Linked DNA regions of Zea mays: region 1 is linked to region 2. A link is a contact called in public Hi-C data. All regions are on one chromosome and are shown on one strand. The core of a region is the stretch at or near the end of the contact, and the rest is flanking DNA. Distances in the headings are between cores, read along the strand shown. Region 1 overlaps LOC100192760 (myosin heavy chain). Region 2 holds the start of LOC103650814 (unconventional prefoldin RPB5 interactor).

Region 1 (2,700 bases), core at 32-2,531, 220 kb before region 2:
GAGATTCAATATGTAACACATGCAAATTCATTTATGGTGATGGCTTAACAATTTTCTCCAAGTTTAGCAAGACATAGAAAAGCACAAGTACGCCAACAAGATCATTCCTGAAATACCAAATACAACAAGTTTATCCCCTAATGCTTGACATGATTACTGAAATGCATACTTGTTCTTATCTTTAGAGTATCATATCAAACAATAAAAATATTTTCCGTTTTTACAAGCCTTGTACTCATTTCCAAATGCATAGTTGGTTCCACTTAAAATTTAATGTACAACGGCATAAGAAGCAGGCAAAGGTTGTTGCGAAATGGATAGGGCTTGTTGCTAGGGCGACAGCTGCGAGAACGATGTTGTGCGAACATATAGGATAGAGATGAGATATGATCTAGGACTGCGGGTTGATTTTGAAGAAATACAAGGAGTTCTTTGTAAAAAAAATTACGCGGAACGACCATTAAAACTGATGCTTTAATATAGTAGAGATAGAGATTATCGTCGTCATTGATGTATGAGCTAAACCTGCATTACAACCACATAAGCTTCATACAGTATACTCTCCAAACGTTCATTAGACCACACACTGCAACAGCACAGTGCAGAGAGACGAACGGATCTGGAGCCACCAGAGCAAACCGCGGGCACAGCTGCAGCGCTAGTAGCCAACGCCAACGCCAACCGTATGCGACGACGACGGCGAGGGCTGGGCCCCTCTGGCGTGCTGGCGAGGGAATGAGCAGGCAACATGGGCACGACGACCGGCCGATGGTTTTGGGTTGGGTGAATGCCCGGCGACGGAAGCTATGAAATGAAAGGGAACCTTGCGGGAATAAATAAGCGGAAAGGCGAGCGGCACCCCCCCAGGCTTCCCGTGACGGCCCTAAACCCATTTTGACCCCTCCCCATCCCTCCTCCAGCAAAGTAGAAAGGGCGATTGATTAATTCTTGCTAGCTAGCACCCCCATCTAATCGACCGACGTACAAGGACGCCTCACCAATCGCCGCCGGCCAGCCAGCCAGCCAGGTCGCCGGCTTCCCTCCTCGCCATGCAACCGGCCATGGCTGGATCTCATTGAAACCGAACCGAGTAGATCTTGGTGGTGCTCAGTGTCTGGCTGGAACAAGCGCCGGCTCCGTTGGAGAGAGTTGCACGGGCACAGCACAGTATACACACATCATGTCTTGGTCGTGAAAACCAAGGGTGAGAGTGAATGTGGGGCGTCCCATGCCATACTGGATGCAGATAGGCAGGCAGGCGGCGCCGGCGGTATGTTTCTGCATGTGGCGTCCGTGCAAGGACAAGTCTGGGCTGGGTTCTGTTCCGCTGCGTGTTTGGTAACGACGGCATGTGACGAACTCGAAAGGGACGGGCGGCGCCAACAGCGTACCTGCGGCTCGCGTTACTTTACTTCAGGTCAAGGTGTGAGATGATGAGGAATCGCCTGTGGCCTGTGGGTGGCGATGAGGAATCGGCTCCAAATCCGCTTGTAACGTGTGACCTACCTGATCGTGATCAATCAGCAGGCCAGGCGCAAACATGTCAGGGAACAAACGAGGCTGCAGGTGTATGTACGTGCGAACAAATGTCTCGTACAGACAGCAGAACTAACCTTGTAGTGTGGCCGTCCTTCCAACTGCAAGGGAAGGGAGTAGCACAGGAGCGGAGGGCCATGCAAATGTCACATCTTCTGCTTGACTTGACATGATGAAGACCAGCCATAAAACAGAGATGATGCTGGATCGAAGGGTGATGGTTTTTAAGATCTTATAGAAAACTCCAGAACCATTTGCACAGAACTCATACTACCCAGAGATACACAAAAACCATTTCGTTCATCCGTTGCAGGAACACACACGTTCCCTGGTGCGGAGAGGTTGGGCTCGACAGCAGAGAACAAACAAGGTGGGATAATCACAAAATTCACAATTGCTGGAAGTGGGGTCGTCGTTGCCATCGTTTCTCTTGCCAAAGCAGAGCTATTACACATTTCACAAAGCTATTTTAATAACAACAGATGAATGGCTTGCACATGCACTACACAAACTCATCGGAAGTCCATCGGTCACACCCCAAGATCGGAGCACAATCCTGTGACTGTGATACCTGATGATGCAAAGGGCCGAGACCTGCTGGGAAATGGAGTTCCCGTTTCTCCAAAACTGGGATGATACACGAAGCATAGACAGCCGTGGAAAATTCTTACTGATTCTCCATCGCCAAAGAAGCTTGATCTATATCTGCTCGCGAGCCCTCCCACAGTTGCTGCTCTATGCCCAATTTCCTCAGCTCTGTTAGACCTCTCTCCACTGCAGTCATAAAATTGACAGAACCGCAGTCAAGGCAATGTAAAATATGCCGCCTTGGATCAGAACAGCTGATCTGATGCAAAAAGGCAAGAAAAAACTAACAAATAGACAGCATGTATAGAAGGCCATATTTTGCATAGCAATGTTTAGCTAGTTCATGCATAAACACATCTAAAACAATATTTTTGTTTCCTACAAAAGTGGCTTGCACTTCCAACAGCAACAAGACTGCCCGGTCATTCTTTGGGGTGAAATGCTCAAAAGGAACTGCAGACTTAAGTCCACTCATAATCATGCGCCACAAAAGTTCAAAAGAAAGGAGATTTAAGTCCATCCTATGAGCATTTCAGTAAATTAAACAGCAATACCTGCCAAAAGTTAATTAGATTA
Region 2 (2,700 bases), core at 92-2,591:
CTTAAAACAAAAAATTCGTACAAAGGCATCTCTATATTGTATCTTCACTCAATATCTACTCATGTGGAGTCTATAAAAAATTGTACTTTGGATTATCTATACAAAAAATTTGTACAAAGGCATATCATATTGTATCTTCACTCAATATCTACTCATGTGGAGTCTATAAAAAAATTGTACTTTGGGTTATCTATAAATGAGTTATAGATTTTAAAACTATTTAACAAACATAAACCTAGATAAATATATAACTCAGTCATATATGATGAGCACGAAAGTTTTACTATAGCTCAAACATGCATTGTTTCACCCACACCCTAAAAATTTCACTACAATCATATCATAGAAAACACAACTATGAATTAATTATAAAAAACATATATAAACAAAAACTTGTTTATTAAAGTATAACTAGTCAGTCACCTGTGTATTGTCATGGTTTTTATATATCATATGAGCAGACTTTGTTTTAATAAAACACAAAAATATGTGTTCTATTGGTTAGGTGAGTGTGAATGTGTAGCTAATAGCTAAGATTCAAACCTCGAATTTATGCATAATTTACTTTATTTTTGCATTGAGCGGGAAGGAGATCCGTGACGCAGGACGACCGTTGAAACTGGTGTTTTATATAGTAGAGATAAGTTTTACGCGCAAGGCTTTCAATGCATGGTGGAAACTGGTGATCTAAGTAGAGATAAGTGTAAGGGTTCTTTTGCAAAATCAACAATCGTAAGAACCGTTGAACCATGTAAACTAGTATTTTAATATTGAAGACATATGTCATATGTTCATTATGCATATTCTACTCGGTAAGGCTAACATAATTAATTTTTCCATTTTATTTCTGTGATATATTATGATTTTTATAAATTCTGACAAACCAAACATAAAAGAAGAAGAAAAACCACTGAGAGAAACATCCACGATTTTGATAGATGAGAGAAGAACTATTTTTGGTCTTATAATTTCTAGTATCTTGGATCCTTTGGAAGCATCACAATGCTTGTGTTTTTATGAGGTTTTTCCTAATATTTCCAAGCTCTTTTTAGACCTTAAAGGTGAGGCTAGTTTATAATGTATGGCTGGTGAGGTGAAGGTGTTGGAGTTGTAGCCTTTTTAGAGTTTTTGGGTTTTGGTGTCTGTTTGTGCCTGCCTTGGTGCAGTTTGTACTTACTTATTTTTAGGCTTCTTTTCTTTTTAATATAATGATTTACATCTCTGTTTGAGAAAAAAAACTTAGAAAAACTGACTTTTTTGGATAGTTGAGAAACACAAAATAAACTTTTTTTTTGTTACCCCCTCCCTCCTCCGCTCCTCGTGCGGTCTGCCGGCCTTGCACGTTGCGTCCCAGCGCCCTAGGTTGGGCCATCGAGACGTTATTGGGCTGCAAAAAAAAAATATTGAGCTGGGCCGCTGGTGCGTACTGGCACCGGGGTTGTCCGGCGGAGCTCCCACTCCGCCACCGCCGCCTCCCGTTTGTTCTCAAGATTCTCTCCCGCCACCGCTCCGAGTCCCAACCTCCATCGACGGGGAGGCGTCCTCCATCCGGGCCGGTTAGATTCATCGCTTTGTAGCTGGTCCTCGTCGTTTCCCTCTGCTGTGGTGGGAGAAGCGACTCGCGCGCGCGATCGGCCAACAAATTAAGCACGGGGCAGGGCCGTACGCAGGAGGCGAGCTCTAGGGCTCTCCGGGGAGAAGGTTGCCAGGCACGCCAGGTGAACGCCGTACTGAGTTTGCAGTCCGGGACGTAGCGCGTTCTCTGGTCGGGAGGTGGGGAAGCGGAGAGCGATGGCTGCGCCGAGGAAGGGGACGGCGACGCCACTGGGCGCCGTATTCTCGCCAGAGGAGACGAAGAGGGCCGTGGCGAGGGTGGCCGAGTCCATCGCTGGCCGCCGCGCCGAGCTCGGGCACCTACTGGGCTTCGTCGCCGACAACGCGGCCCTCGTCTCCCTCGTCAACAGGCTCCCAGTCGAACTCTCCCACGAAATCATGGTCCTTACCTTCTATACCTCAAGTATGAACTAGCAGCTATCTGTGTCTTCTTCTACAAAAATGGTACTTCACCTGCTATTTTCAATTTCCTCATTTTTTGGTGACTGAAGTCCGTGGGGAATAATTGGTATTTTGCCACTCAGATCATTGCCTCCTTAATTTTCTGTCTATGATTAGTGAGTCCATTTGTGTCTATGATTTGTAGGTCTGATGACAAATTTTCGAGACCCACTAACAATAATGGCAAAATAGCAAATCTCTCAGTTTGGTAGCACGAAAACTGAAGTATGTACCTAGTTACTGGTACTAGTAATTTGTCTCTTGTCGTCCGCTTTTAGGCTGTCTTTAGTGGATCGTGTAAAATAGGGGGCACGACATTGAGTGAAGCTTGAAATATGGGATGAGATAGGAGAGTTGCTGGAGACAGCCTTAGGCATTGGGCGTATTGTAGCTATACATAATAACTAATTAGTTCAATGACTAGATTTACATTCTCAATTGATTTCAGAGCTTGAGGGGATTCCTTTTGTTGTTCTGTAGGGAAATATAGATCTCTTAATTTCAACCTTGTGTGCTTTACTGCTTTAAATATTTTTCAACAAGATTTTTTTGTCTCATAAAAGAACTATGCATTGTAGGTCCCCTTTGGTGGTGCTGCATTTTTCCCAGGGCGTTTAATACACACAAATGAACTCTTGGTATGGT

What was found. Hi-C and Micro-C count contacts between places; a contact is called where the count stands out from the background.
Region 1: a Hi-C map of tassel shows a contact between it and region 2, with 4 times the contacts expected there. The contact joins the enhancer-like site here to the promoter of LOC103650814 in region 2. A contact is called at or near these places in 7 of 25 Hi-C or Micro-C datasets (ear, leaf, root tip and 2 more) and 1 of 3 datasets of contacts at active chromatin or transcription factors (leaf).

The regions. Positions count from the first base shown.
Region 1 is chr3:158,579,427-158,582,126 of Zm-B73-REFERENCE-NAM-5.0, reverse strand. It overlaps LOC100192760 (myosin heavy chain), which reads right to left. Exons shown (of 17, transcript NM_001309857.1): 17 at 1,772-2,310. The coding sequence ends at 2,204. Among protein-coding and RNA genes, the nearest start is that of LOC100192760, 12 kb to the right of the region's middle. Within about 2 kb of position 1,281, at least 19 of the 20 cell types and tissues checked have an H3K27ac peak or open chromatin away from gene starts, as enhancers often do. A contact at or near this core is called in ear, leaf, root tip and 1 more, where this site is marked.
Region 2 is chr3:158,361,371-158,364,070 of Zm-B73-REFERENCE-NAM-5.0, reverse strand. It overlaps LOC103650814 (unconventional prefoldin RPB5 interactor), which reads left to right and starts at 1,341. Exons shown (of 11, transcript XM_008676390.4): 1 at 1,341-1,995; 2 at 2,634-2,693. The coding sequence starts at 1,792.